Regions from separate parts of the Sus scrofa genome. Here all the other regions are linked to region 1. A link is a contact called in public Hi-C data. All regions are on one chromosome and are shown on one strand. Each heading gives the region's core, a stretch centred on a gene start, on an enhancer-like site or on the middle of the called end of the contact. The rest is flanking DNA. Distances are from core to core; before and after follow the strand shown.

Region 1 (4,834 bases), core at 983-3,482:
ACACTGGATCCTTAACCCACTGTGCTGGGCTGGGGATTGAACCCTCGACCCAGTGCTCCCAAGACGCTGCCCATCTCGTTGCACTACAGCGGGAGCCCTTGGACATTGGTATAAATGGAATCATACAACATGTGGTCTTTTGTGACTGGCTTCTTTCATTTAATATAGTGTCTCAATGTTCATCCATATTATATGTATGTTATACCTTTCTGTGGCTGAATAATGTTCCATTGTATGAATAGACCACATCTTGCTTAGTTGTGGTCTATTCATTAGTTGACGGAACTTTCCGTTTTTTGGCTATTCTGAATTATGCTGCAAAGAACATTCATGTGCAAGTTTTTGTTTGTTTGTTTTGTTTTGTCTTTTTGCCTTTTTCTAGGGCCACTTCCCACAGCATATGGAGGTTCCTAGGCTAGGGGTCTAATTGGAGCTGTAGCCGCTGTCCTACACCACAGCCACATCAACGTGGGATTCGAGCCGCATCTGCCACCTACATCACAGCTCATGGCAACGCCGGATCCCTAACCTACTGAGCAAGGCCAGGGATCGAACCCGCAACCTCATGGTTCCTAGTTGGATTTGTTAACCACTGAGCCATGATGGGAACTCCAACATTCATGTACAAGTTTTTGTATAGAGGTATGTTTCCATTGTCCTTGGGTAGATACCTAGGAGCGGAATTGCCATGACCCCTGGCCATTGTACTCCATCCCCTTGGCCAAGGATATGGTGTCTTTCCCCCCCGCCCCCCACAGCAGGCCCAACTACCTTATCCTTCTTCTAGAGGAAGCCTTGCTGACTCCCATAGCTGATTCAGGTCTTCTGATTCACCTTGCCTCGAGTTTTTGCACCTTTCATACTGTATTACGATTGCAGGGGTGGTGGTTTTAGCCCTGTGAGGTGAGCAACTTGAGGGGAGGGACTTTCTGCTTAGGTTCACCACTGTCCGTCCCAGTGCCTGGCTCTTCTGCTCTGGAGCAAGGAGAGGAGAAGGATTCTGGGGGCCATATCAATCAGGAAAGGCTTCCTGGAGGAAGAGGGGCTGCAGCTGGGTCTCAGAACACCTCTGGATGGGTTGGCCTCACAGCTGGGCTGAGGGCTCTGAGGACTTGATGTGGAGGAAAGATTGGGAGAGCTTGGAGAAAAGAGGGATGGATGGGAGGTGGGGGCAGGCAGGCAGAGAACAAAGCTCAGAGCCCTGGGGCTGTTTAACAGCCGCCCTCTAAGGCTGCAAAGTGCCTGTGACTCAGACTTGGAGGGAGGTTCACTGGCTGCAGCTGTGAGCCTCCCAGTTAACCCTCACCTGCCTGACGGAAATCCCACAACCCAAGCACTGCGCGTTAATGCCCAGCTGCCCAGTCCGGGAGCCAAGGGCTTTGGACGTGGCCCTGAGATCTCAGAGACAGCTCTGTCCCCCACAATCTGGTTAAATGAGGCTCCGCTGTCTGAGGCACTGGATTGGGTAGAGGGACTGAGGGAGCGGGCATATAAAAACGGAGTGGCCTGCAGCACGGGAGCCCAGCGACAGGCGAATTTCTGAAGAATTGCTCCCTTGTCTAGGGCAAAGAAGGCCGCCGCAGAAGGGCGGACTCGGCGCCAGGGTCACAAAGGGCCCGCCTAATTGCCCTCCGCTATAGGCACTGTTCGAACTGTCTTATCAGCTCTGTCCCAGAAATACGTATGTGTCATCTTCCCAGTCGCAGCGGCAATAAGAAAACGCCGACCTCTTTTACTACTGGGGGGAGAGGGGGAGGGAGCAAACAGCGGTCCTAGTGCTGCCAGTATAGCCCAGAACCAGACCCTCGAGGGCGCAGCATCGAGCCCGACAGCCCTTGGAGTCGGGGCTGCAGGCGGCGTCCTAGGGCCCCGCAGGCCGGGGCTGAGCCCACCCCTCGCATCCCGCGTCGGCGGCCCTGAGAGCCGGGTGCAGGCTACTCGGAGGCGCCGGCGGCTCGGGCGAGGCCAGCCTGGGAAGAGTGAGAACTAGCGGCGTACCGATCCGCGAAGTCCTAGCCTGGAACGTTCGGACCCTCGGATTCCAGCCTCGAATACTCGGGGCCCCGAGGCTCTGATCGCTCAGAGTCCCGAGGCGCGCCAGCGGCGGGCTCCAAGCCGCGGGCGGCGGGCGGGACAGCGCCCCCGCTCCGCCCGTGGGAGAGCTCGCCCCTCCAGGAAGCGCCCGCCCCGCCTCCCACTTCCCTCCCCACGCCCCCCCCTCCCTCGGCCGAGGGAGGAGCCCGAGCTGCCGCCGCCGCCCGCCCGGCGGGCCGGGGAGGAGGACCGGACCGCGAGCGGCTGGGAGCGCACGCGAGCTGGCCACCGCTGCGCGGGCAGCGCCTTGAGCCCGTCCCGCGCCCGTGGGCCCGGCGGAGCAGGGGAGCACCCGAGGATGCCCTGGTGGCCCGGAGCACGGGGAGCGGCAGCCACGCGGTGAGGGCGGCAGCGCCCGCGGAACCCGCGGTGAGTGGGGCCCCGGCGGGCAAGGGGCGGGCGGGGCGCCCTGGCGCGAGGGCTCAAGTTCGGCCTTGGGGCTCGGCTTCTGGCGCCAGCGGCTGCTTGGAAGGAAGTTAGGTGCCGCCTCCCGGGTGGCACAGCCCAAAGCCCCCAGCCATCCGCGCGCCCCGACCCCAGCGTTTGGATGACTCAGCTGCGACCCGGCCACGCGGGGGCGCTCCGGCTTCGCCCCGACCGTGGGGTAACCGAGGGCATAGTGCCTGGAGGATGGTGGCGCCCTCGGGGGCGAGGCGCGGGGGTGGGGGGGCTCCGAGCCCAATGGTTTAGGGACCCTCCTACCTCCCCCGAGGAACTGGGGGCGTCAGGAAGGTGGAGGCCCGCCACCTTCGCAGCTTCGGAAGTCCTGAGGTCGGGCTGGCCCCGCTTCTCGCCCTCTCGCCTCGCTCCCTACCCGGGCATCCCCGGTGCCGCAGGGAACTGCTCCAGAGCCCGCTCCCAGCTCGCGAAGGGGGAATAGGAGAGGAAGTGGAGCTGGGCAGCTTCCCAGAAGTCGGAGTGTGTTTGCAAACTAGTTTTTTTCCCTGCAAAAACTGTCTGGCACCTGTGTGTTTGGGGCGGGGGAGGGGGGAACGTGGAGAAAGAGCAGAGCCCTTTCTTCCTTCCCAGTCCCTGTTCCCCCGAAGCGCTGCTTCTCTGTAAATAGAAGATTCTTACTTTCCTCTTCGCATCCCATCCCCCAGCCTTGTCGAACCACCCCCTTTGGGGAAGGGGCTCCTTCACAGGGGGCTGTGATTTGCCCAAGGTCACAGGTGGAACTGGAACCCGGAGCTTTGGTAGCCAGTTAGAGGTTCTTGCTGTCTGCGACCCCGCCAGCCCTGTTATGTACTGGAGGAAGTGACAAGGGCAAAGGATCTGGGAGAAATATCCAAGTGGCCCTTTGTCCGCCTTTAGTTTTTGCTTCCCTAGGACTGTGGACTGTTAACTGAGGGAGGTAGGGCTTTTTCTGTTTCATGGGGGCACCCACAGCTTCAGTAATTGGAGAGAGGAACCAGGTTGTAACCTTCCAGCAGCTGCAGCCTGCTTGTGGTCAGCCCTGATGGGGAGATGTGGGACACCTGGGTTCAAACACCTCCTACCCAGGCCCAGACCCTCCTCCTCCCTGAGCCTCCAGGTCCTTGTCTGTAAAATGGGCTAACAGTCCAGGGCCTGTGCATGCAGAGGCCGGTGCCAACATAAAGGAGTGGTTTTATTGCATTCTTTCTGGCAGGGGGCCCAGTGAGTCCTGGGACTGCCCCAGGCATGTGACAAAGCTGGCCAGAGTGGGAGGGGTCACCCGGGTAGTTGTCTCCATGGAAAGAACCAGGGACTAAGAACGTGGACACTTGGGCCCTCCTGGTCTGCTGCCACATCCTATTTGCCTGCCTCGTCAGTCGTAGGGCTTGAGGGCTTTTCCACTGGTAAAATGAAGCAAAGTATGACACAATCGCGTTTACAGAGCTGCTAGGGGGCTAGAACCGGTACAGGGGACAGGTGTCCTGCAAAGTTAGGTGCACGGGTGGTCAAGGGATCGCCCTCCCAGAGGCCATTCTTATTAAAAATTCAGGGGCAGAGTAGCTGTGGTGCAGTGGGTTAAGAATCCAGTTGCAGCAGCTCAGGTTGCTGCAGAGGTATGGGTTCAATCCCCGGCCCAGCGCAGGGGGTTAAAGATCTGGCATTGCCACAGCTGCAGGGTAGGTCACAGCTGCAGCTCGGATTCTGTCACTGGCCCCAGGAACTTCCATATACTTCAGGTGCAGCCATAAAAAAACAAACCAAAAAAAAACCTCAGGCGTAAAGAGAGGGTCAGGGATAGAGCCTTTGTTGCCGTACCTGGAAAGTAGTGAGAACAATACTCTACCCCCTTGTGATCTTTTAGGGTAGCTGTGTCTTTCCTTAAAGGTAGTTGTGAGGGTTAAATTACATGACACGGGCTCGTGGGCCTGCCCTGTGACTGGTGTGTGAGAAGCACTCAGCATTAACCGCTTAGCATTATTTATGGGAATATTAGGAAGCCCGAAGTGGGTTACTGATTTAGGATTCCTTTTGGGATTTTTCTCAGGCCAGCTCACTCCTCTCTCTCCCGCCTCCTTCCTGGAGAGGGGAGCCTCGGAATCCACAGGTCAGATTTCTGGGTTGTCGCAGGGACAGGACCCTGACGAGCAAGGTGCCACTAGGCTGAAGGTCGATGGTGGATCCACCGGGGTGTTCCTGTTGCCCCTCGTGGGGCTCTGAGGACGATGGACAACAGAGGAGCCATTCTCTACAAATTCCCTCTGGGGCATGGTCTCCAGGCCAAGTCCCCTACTGAGAAGCCCTCAGCCAGGGCCAGGGTCCCATC
Region 2 (4,834 bases), core at 1,095-3,594, 110 kb after region 1:
GCTCTGGCGTAGGCTGGTGGCTACAGCTCCGATTCGACCTCTAGCCTGGGAACCTCCATATGCCGAGGGAGCAGCCCAAGAAATGGCAGAAAGACAAAAAAAAAAAAAGAGAGAGAGAGAGATTGCAATGGATGAGTTTAATAAGAGATTAAAAATAACCTATAAAAGAATTAATAAAGAATTATCCAGGATGTGGCATAGAAAAATAAAGAATAAGGGGCATAAAAAAGAGAGTGAAAATGTCTATATTAGAGCAGTAGAGAAGACACACAGCAGAAGCAATATATGAATATAAAATGAGAATTTTACAGAGCTAAAGAAAGACACTAATCCACAAACTAATGAAACACCAAACTGAAACAAATCCACAGTTACATTCCTCAAGATGAAAATGCAAAAAATCAAAGACAGAATAATCTGTTAAATATATCCTACAGTAAAGAGTGAAACTGATCATATTTGAGAATGAAGACAAAGCATGTTTAAAAGATGATCCACAGTGAGCACACTGAAATTGCTTAATTTAGCTGCCGCAAAGACAAAATTAAACTGTGAAGGAGTCTATGGCTGAATCATGCATTTAAATTACTTCATTTATCAGATATACGGTATTCAATTTCTGAAGCAGCAACTTAATTCTAACCAAAACATCAAAAATTCTTATAACGTAAAGGGGAATACTGCTATTTGACATAATTCTTTTTTTTTTTTTTTTTTTTTGTCTTTTTGCTATTTCTTTGGGCCGCTCCCGCGGCATATGGAGGTTCCCAGGCTAGGAGTCTAATCGGAGCTGTAGCCACCGACCTACACCAGAGCCACAGCAACGCGGGATCCGAGCCGCACCTGCAACCTACACCACAGCTCACGGCAACGCCGGATCGTTAACCCCCTGAGCAAGGGCAGGGACCGAACCCGCAACCTCATGGTTCCTAGTCGGATTCGTTAACAACTGCGCCACGACGGGAACTCCTGACATAATTCTTACTTTGATACAGCCAGAAAGGATTTCCCCAGGGAGTTAAGGCGCCAAGACCTCAGGTGAGAAAGATAATTGGGCAGCCTCTACCTTCGGACCCTTACAAACTGTTAATCTCAAACTCTATTTGAAAGGCTATAAAAGCTACCTTTGTCTCAGTTTAATTTCTTGAATCAAAAAGGAGTCTACACACTAGTTCTTCTCAAGATTTTCTGAAGCAGTGCCCTTCAAACCATTTAATGAGGTCCTTGTTAACACATCAATTAGTCACACAGCTGAATTATCAACAAATCTTACCTAACAGGTAGTACCCAAGAAGTCACTGGGGATTCTGACCACCAGACCCGCCCCTGGCTTCCTAGGTCCCACTCAAACTTGAGTCAGTCAATCTGAGGTGGAGTTGAGAATCTGTATTTTAGGGATACAGACCTCTTGTTTTCTACGAGTTTAAGAACCAGTGCTACGGACAAATAGGTCTCCCTCTTTCCCGCCGTGCGTGCTGACTTTCACATGGACCAGCAACTCTCAAATGAGTCACTTCAACGCTCGGTCTTAGTTTCCTAAATTTTCCGCAAAACGAGCACACCTGTTTGTTTTCTATTAGAAGAAAAGGCACTGAGCACAGCGAATGGTACATGGTACATAATTAACGTTTCCCATCCTACACTGATTCTGTGATTCAATCATTTTCAACTAGGCACCTCCACATCTCCCGAGAAGGCTGGAGCCTTTCCAAGACCTCGGGGTAGAGCCGGCTCCTCACTTGGAACCGGGGTGGCCCCACTTGGTAGAAAAGGTAGAGGGGGGCCGGGAAGAGGCCCAAAAGTCCCAGGACCGCTTGAAAGGGTAGGGATCCTCCCCCACAGCACCTGGAGGCGTTCCCGCCGGACTCCCTCGGCTTCCCTCAGCCTGGGCCCCGCAAGTCCCGGGCCCCAGTGACTCAGAACACTGGGCGAGTATACAGATTGAGAACAGGCCTGGCTCTAGACCTCACAGCAGAGGCAGCCCCCCATCTCCTCAACAAGGAGACTGGAGCCCAGGTCTCCTACCCGGCCAGGGCCCAGGCCGCACTCACCTACCAGCGTGCGGGAGGCGAGACCCCCTCACCTCGGCGGCGCCCACCCCAAACCGCCACCACAAAGGCCGCTCGCTCTTTACGAGAAAGAAAAAGAAAAAAACCGAAAGAAAACAGCCTCTGCTTTTATATTTCTTCTGACCCTTCAGGGCTTCCTGTTCCTCACCGCCACAACAAAGTTCCGCCCCGCTTCCGGCGGCGTAACCCAATCCGCCCCTCTCCTCCTCCCCAGGAGACAGCTGGAAATCCGGTGCCTGGAATGCTAGCGGGAAAGATTTGATTGGGCCATTCACACCTCAGCAAGGGGATTGGCCAGCTCTCGCCGGAGGGGAGGGCCGGGGCCGTGACGGCACGTGATGCCACCCCTGAAAGATGATTGGCTGTTAAGAAGAGGGTTGCCACCGAGGAAGGGGCGTTTCCTGGGGGACTGAGGGAGGGCCCGGGCGGTACGAAGCGGGGGTGGGCCCAGTACGTAATGGCAGCGCGGTGGCCTCGCGTCCATCTTTACCGCTCTCTCGGACCTGTCACAAAGGAGTAGCCCTGCCGCCGCCGCCCCCTCCCTCGGGTGGGCCCAGGAGCTGGAGAAAGTCAGTGCCGCAGCCCAGACGCGCTGCTCCGGGAAGCCCCTGGGGACGCGGAGCGGGGGGGAGCCCTAGGGCTGGGGACGTCCGTGAGGGAGAACAGCCGCCTGAGTGCGGCGGCGAGACCAGACTTGGGTCGGAGGAGGCTCCGGGACGGGGCCTGGGAGGTGGGTGGCGTTGGGCAGAGCCCAGAAAACAGCCCGGAGGTTCTCCAGAGACGCCCGTGCTGAAGGCGCCAGGAGAGGTTCCTGGAAGAGGGTGTTCCCCCTTTAGGGGGTTCTCGACCGGAGGAGGTTGTTGGGGGTCGCCCTTCTGAGGAGGCCGCGGCGAAAGGGATCCAGGTGAGAGGCAGGTAGCTCCTGGTAGGCTCCTGATATTTAGGGGTGCTCCTCTTGTGGTGCCCAGGGGTAGATGGGAGAACGCTTTGGGAGGGTTTCTTTTTGTGGAGTTTGAGGTTCGGGCGGCACGAGTGGGAGACAGATCATCCCCCGGCGACTTAAACGTGCCTTAGGCTCAAGAGTCGCCTCAGAGAGAGGTTAGGTGTTGGGAGCCAGGGCTAACGGGTTCTCCTACCTCGGAGGCCTGATGTGGAAAATGGGTAAGGGCCTGGGGAGAGGGGACTGCCTCGCCGTTCCAGGGAGAAAGGACCACCAGCCATAGGAACGCCCGGGTGGGGAATAGTGAGAGGGAAGCGGGAATGGCAAGGATTTTCCTCCCAAACAGAGGATTCAGCCACTTCTGGGTGTACAGTGCAGGTGCAGTGGGGCAAGTCCGTCCCACCAACACTCCCTGCGTGACTCTAGATCAGGCTTTTGTTCCGACCTGTTACCTGTTTCCCTGTTTTTGGGGACGGAGATCGAGGCAGAAATGGTCCACTGAGACTCTTCAGTGCTATCCTGTATAGTTGTCTGAATGAGGCTGCTCCCCCTAGAGTGTTGTACTTTGAACTTTTAAAGGTTAGAAGTGTCTATTGAATTGACTGAATAGAGTCCCACGGTTGTCCAGGCCCCTTACCTACCATCTCCTCCTCCTTAACCTCCTTGGTCTCTTCTGTACAATAACACAGTGTGTGAAAGTACTTTACAGACTACAAGCTGTGTGAAAGTACTGTGATTCTACCATCAAAGGGGTTGCTGTTGAGGAATGAAAGTGAAGGCACTTTCTAAACTGTAAAGCAGTATGTAGATGAAGGGATTAGCATTAATACAGTTGCTGGTCACCTATGGAGTATTGGGAGCCATGTTGTACTGAGAGCTTTAAGGTTTACAGCTTTTTAGGTCATATAAACTAAACCCATGGTTTCAGCCCTTGCTTAGATGGGGGTGGAGGGATTTCCACATTTACTGCCATAGTTCTAATTTAAACTTCTGATGGTACCGGCAGGAGACATAATCTTTTCCTTCAGGAATTTTTTTTTTTTTTTTTTTTTTTTTTTCCCCTGACAGCTGAAATTTTCCTCCAGGTAATTTGATCTCAATATTGTAAACTACCTCCCCTTTTTCCATATATGTATACCTATGGCCATTGGATGTCTACAGGTAGTGAATATCATGTTTCCTCCCTCAGTGGTGATTTTGCAACTGAGACCTCCTTTTCTTTTCTGTGAATATTATGCCTTCCCATAGTAGCCCCAGACTACACGTTAGCAATTGCTTTTACATTTCTTGTCCACAGTGGTTCTTTCTACCCTTCTCCATATATAGTTTGCATTTCCTGGGATGACATCTTGCTTTGTAGCTCCCTCTAGGAGGTTATAAGATACTTGTGCCCATGTATGACATTTTCCTAATGTTCAGTTAGTGGCATTTGTTAGAGCTGGTTTAACAAATATTGAGTAATTTGTGATTTGGGAGTTTTTTTGTTTTGTTTTGTTTTTTTAAACAAAAAACTGACTTGCATTTCCTGTTTTTCTAATCTTATATTCCATAAGCCTTTTTTTTTTAATCGCTGTGGTGATTTTGTGAGCTTTCTGCTTCCCAGGATGCATGTTGTCCAGACCTATTGCTTACATCTGTGTCCTGTTTTTGCTGTTTTCACAAACCCTTCATTATTTCTATACTCCATGAGTATTTTTATGTTACTGATTATAGGAAATGTTCCAGCATATTCTATGTGGACTTTTTCTTCTTTGTCAGCAAACTAACTTCACTGTGTTAATGGGCCAAGAATTAAAGGGAAATAAAAACTTAGCATTTTCTGTAG
Region 3 (4,834 bases), core at 597-3,096, 89 kb after region 1:
AGAATGATAAACTAGATCTGGGAAAGTGGCGTAGGGATGGCAAGGCAGGGACACAGAAAGGAGACGAGCACAGAAGGCTGACCCAGTGTCGTTCTCAATGCTCTGGGTCTTGAGTTCAGTGATAGGTTCCCAGGTGCCTGTTTTATTATTATGCTTCACAACACACACACCAGGCATCAGACTTTCACCAAGCACCAGAATCATCCATGGAACTTTAAAAATTAAACTCGTGGACCTCACTCCAAACTTACTGAGCCAGAATCAGTATGAGGCACAGCAGTAACAAACTTCCAGGTGATTCTAATAAACCCGAGGCTGGGTCGATTAGGAACTCCTGCCCCAGGAGACTAATTTATCACCTTGTTACACAAAACAACAATAAAGGACGATCCAATAAAAAGTGATCTAAGGACTAAGCAAGAAAGATACTTATTTAACACCCATTCTGCTAGCAGCAAGACACGGTTGAGAGGTAGCTAAATGCCTTCTACAGAACCCATTCTCAGTACAGTCCAGTAAAACGAACCCAGGTCCAAATCCTTAAAGATGCCGGGCCAGGCAAGAGAGCTTGTATGAAAACTTGAAAGGAATAATTCATGCCTTGGGTAACTGGCCCCTTCCAGGCCACTGATACCCTCCCGTTTGCTGTTATACTGTGACAACATTTTTACACATAAACAACGCTCCTAGGAACATCAGCAGAGGGATGGTGTGCCAAACCACAGAACTGCATCAGGGCACTCCCTTCAAAACATGTGGCTGGTCGCCAAAATACATGATTTTCCTAATAGACTGCACTTAAACCTTAACATCATTTTGCCTGCAGTAAAGAAGGTCAATCAAATTGAAATCACCAGATTGAATCACTTTGGTGCCATTTCAGGATTTGGAAAGGGAGAAACAAACATAACAAAGAACTTACCAAAACATCTAGGCAGTGCTGCCACCCCACATCAATTAAGCAGAGCCCCAGCCTGGTGTGTACCCTTGTCAAAGCTACCATGTTCTTACAGGCCACAGTGCCTTTGCGGCAGCTCTGCCCCTGCCTGGGATGCTCTGCTCTCCCCATCTGCCTCTCTAAGCCCCAGTCATCCTACCTAATCAAACTTTCCTTTCTAAAGCCTTTCCCCAATATGAGCACACGTATCCTCTCCAGGGAGAGTTCCGGGTTTCCTCCTCCCTGCTCTCACTACGCCCTATATAAATCCTTCCTAGAACGTGCTGCCTTGTTTCCCCTAGAAACATAGATACTCAAATACTGAACTCCACCTTTCCCATTACTTTGTGACCTTGGACAAAAAGGTTCTCAACCTCTGAGATTCTCAGTCTCTTCGTCTGATAATAACAACTTGTGCTTCAAAGACTGGCTGAGAGGAATAAAAGAGATCATGCATGGAAAGCTAAATTAACATAATGCCTGGCATATGGCAGGTGTCCAGTGAAGAGAAGCTATTATGTTGAAGGAACCATCAGAGACAAGAGTCAAAGGCTACAGGAGACACCAAATTTGGTAGGGGAGAAAGAGGTAAAGGAACTTCACCAAGACTTAAGCTTTGGTGACCTTTTGCTCGGCTACCATTACTCTGGCATTTCAGAGCACACGGTCAGAGGGAGATCTGAGTTGTCTAAATGTGGGCTGACCTCTTATGTTTCACAGCTCCTGCCAACAGTTTCGCCTGGGAGAACTTGTTCTTGGTTTCTATGGGTTTCACAGCTACTTTCTTCTCCACTTCTTTCTTGTTTTCTGGAGAAATTCCAACCTTGTTGAGATTACTGTGAGTTACAGGTTAAGGGTCAAACTAAACAAAAACAAGAGCTACAGCAGGACAATGGTAAATCGAGAGACAGAAGACAGCTGGAACCCACTGGCACTTGAGCTCTGCCACGTAGCGTTCGGCTTACTTATTTTAAAAAATTCCCTCCCCTCCGCAGAAATAAAGATTCTGCCCATCAAATCCAGCTGATTTTAAAAGAAATGAAGGTGGCCAGAGGAAGAGAACAAATTAAGCCCAAAATAGAACAGAGAAGTAAACTCTTCCCCTTTGATTCTCAATGAAAATCTGAGTATGGCCAGAAAACGTTCTATTACCAAAGACATGGTCAGTATCATGCTTGATGGGGAAAACAAAGATCTTGAATAATGTAACAGAAAAAAATGTGACTTTCCTGAAAACATAAATATATCTGTTTTGCTCCCCTAAGGGTAAAAGCCAATTTTACAGTGTCCTCTGACTATCAGTAGCATTCAACTGTAGATATCCCATGAAAACAAACTCCTACTCTACTGGTGCAAGACAATGAGAAGCCCCTGCATATCTTCAACACAAGAACCAAAAAGTTGTTTTAAAGGCATAAAACAACCAGTGCACTTGTAACATTTTTCATGCTTGATGTCAATCTCTGGCTTTCAAGATCTGTCACTTTCTTTTGTTCCACCAGCCCCCTCCCCTCCTTCCCTTTCATGCGCTCTCACAACCTATTAGTCAAGAGCTAAGTACTGGAACACAGTGCAATTCCTTAAATTTAAGATGCCGTAGTGCTTTATCGGTACAAGAGTGACATCTAGTGCCCAACGTATCTCTTTACATATTATCAGCCCAAAGGGCTGGGGCTGTGGGTATTTGGTCTTAAACTATTTATTTACGTAACTTTGTACAATGGAGTAACGGGTTTCAGAAATTAAGAAATCCTAATTCAAACCACTCTTCAGGCACTAACTCTATTCTTATGGATACCAGTTATCTTAAGTATTTGCCATAATCAATGGAGGTTATGCAGAATGCTCAGTACTATACTGAATTTCATCAATTTAATGTTTTAATGTTTTGATAATATGCTAATACTGTTCGTTTTTTTAGAATAAAAATCAAAGAAATAAAAATTTCATCTTTTAGGAACAGAATACCAAAAACTATAAGCATGCTGAGATTTTTACCTCCAAGTCCAAAGTTACAGGATAGAAACTCTCAAAAATTTTTTTCTTTTTCTGGCTGCTCGATGGCATAACAGAATTCCTGGGCCAGGGATCAGATCCAAGCTACACCCGTAGCAACACTGGATCCTTAAACCCACTATGCTGGGCCAGGAATCAAACCTGTGTCTTAGCACTGCAGAGACTCTGCCGATCCCACTGCACCACAGTGGGAATTCCCCAAAGAAAATTCTTAACATTAAACATTGAAAAACACAACAAAAATGGAAAAAAATAATAACAAAACCACACATAATATTAAAACAAAAACCCAACACTTTCTATTCTTTTAAAATGAAGAAAAGTCTTCAAACTTTTCTTTTGGGGGGGCAGGTGGTGAGGTGGTAATAATATTATTTTTGATCCACATCCAAAGCATAAGCAATTTTTTCCCCTTAAGTCCCTCTCTCCGTAAAATGCTTTAAATACACAAACACATCTCAAAAATCTCAAGGAATTCATTAGATGAGGCATTTTTAAAAATCACAGTTTTTAAACACATATTACTAAATATTGCTTTAACTAAGGAAACAAGAGTTCTGTTGTTTATATTGGCACAATCCACAGCTTATTTGTATTCACAATTATCACAGTATAAAATATATCATATTACAACAATCCAGCAAAGCCAAAAACTAGCTTCTGATTTACAGTTTCAATAAACAAATGTCTAATCCTTCAATTCCTATCTCAACATGTCTCTGGCTATATGCATGTTGGGATTAGTGCATTATATCTATCAGTGGGTTGGAAGGCTTGCTTTACTTCAGTTTTCCTAGACAATCAGAGTTGCCCAAGTTCCTAATAAAAGCTAATACCCCTGGAGTGTCTTCAATGTTGTGCTATAACATTGGACAGAAAATTTTCTTTTGCCTCACTGCTGCCCTGTTCATTCTTTCCTTTGAACTGAAAACTTGAACAGTCTCTCACAATCGTATCATACCAGCAATACCCTCCAGAACACTGCTTTGGAAGACACTATGTCTTATGTGTTTACCTGCCAAATTAAGCACATAAAACAAGAGAGAATTCAAGTCAGAGTGTAATGAATGTATTTTTCCTTAGAGAAAATGTCAGGTGCCTGAAATAATGCAATACATCACCTGTCCATCTCTGCAAACATCAATGCATAATTTCATCCTGGGGTCACCATGGAGAATGGAGGGCAGCTTCAGGAGAATCAATCTCAATCCTACAGTTGGGATGGTGGTGCGACTTTCCATCAACTCCCGTCTTAATATCATGCCAGAATTCCATAGGAGGACTAGGACTAGAAGCCAGGTTTTTGCTACCATTTCAGAGCAGGTTTTGTGGCACCATGCTGCGACCTTGTCTCAATCACCATCCATCATCCTGATTTAAAGCAAATCCCTGAGAACATGTCCACATTTTCTCCTACCTCTTTAATGGAACCTACTGCACACTCTCCGCAAAAAAAAAACAAAACAAAAAAAACAAACCAATGAGCACACACACACAGTCATATCGCCAATCTTGGAAGTAAAGCCTATTCAATCACACTAGTGAGGTTATGTAACATAAAAGCCTGAAATACTTATTAAGCTTTCTCCTGGGGTAAAAAGCTAAGGTGGCTTTTTTAACCTCTCCTATGAGTCCTTCATTAATCTATTCACATATATACTAAGAACCTACTAAATGCCAAGCACTGGGGAAACCAGTTTTGATCAAGTCCGTGTCTTATGGAGCTTACTTTATATTCCAGCTGTAAAGAGATAAACAAACCAGTAAGCAAATAAATTAAGATTTTTCAAGTAGTACAAATGAACCTAGGTACAAAACAGAAACAGGCTCACAGACATAGAGGACAGAATTGTGGTTGCCAAAGGGAAGGGGGCTGGGAGA

Evidence for each region. A called contact is a pair of places that touch in the nucleus more often than the background predicts.
Region 2: a contact with region 1 is called in a Hi-C map of brain, with 6 times the contacts expected there. The contact joins the promoter of FAM192A here to the promoter of CPNE2 in region 1. A contact is called at or near these places in 2 of 5 promoter capture datasets (fetal skeletal muscle and liver), 4 of 47 Hi-C or Micro-C datasets (brain, embryonic fibroblasts, liver and 1 more) and 2 of 2 datasets of contacts at active chromatin or transcription factors (alveolar macrophages and skeletal muscle).
Region 3: a Hi-C map of skeletal muscle shows a contact between it and region 1, with 5 times the contacts expected there. The contact joins the enhancer-like site here to the promoter of CPNE2 in region 1. A contact is called at or near these places in 3 of 5 promoter capture datasets (fetal liver, fetal skeletal muscle and liver), 27 of 47 Hi-C or Micro-C datasets (adipose tissue, alveolar macrophages, blood and 16 more) and 1 of 2 datasets of contacts at active chromatin or transcription factors (skeletal muscle).

The regions. Positions count from the first base shown.
Region 1 is chr6:19,044,563-19,049,396 of Sscrofa11.1, forward strand. It overlaps CPNE2 (copine-2), which reads left to right and starts at 2,233. Exons shown (of 16, transcript XM_021093901.1): 1 at 2,233-2,463.
Region 2 is chr6:19,151,944-19,156,777 of Sscrofa11.1, forward strand. FAM192A (protein FAM192A) reads right to left here and starts at 2,345. Exons shown (of 7, transcript XM_021093905.1): 1 at 2,218-2,345. RSPRY1 (RING finger and SPRY domain-containing protein 1) reads left to right here and starts at 2,470. Exons shown (of 15, transcript XM_021093906.1): 1 at 2,470-2,973.
Region 3 is chr6:19,133,940-19,138,773 of Sscrofa11.1, forward strand. FAM192A (protein FAM192A) reads right to left here. Exons shown (of 7, transcript XM_021093905.1): 5 at 1,642-1,775. Among named protein-coding and RNA genes, the nearest start is that of FAM192A, 18 kb to the right of the region's middle. Within about 2 kb of position 1,847, at least 2 of the 83 cell types and tissues checked have an H3K27ac peak or open chromatin away from gene starts, as enhancers often do. A contact at or near this core is called in skeletal muscle, where this site is marked.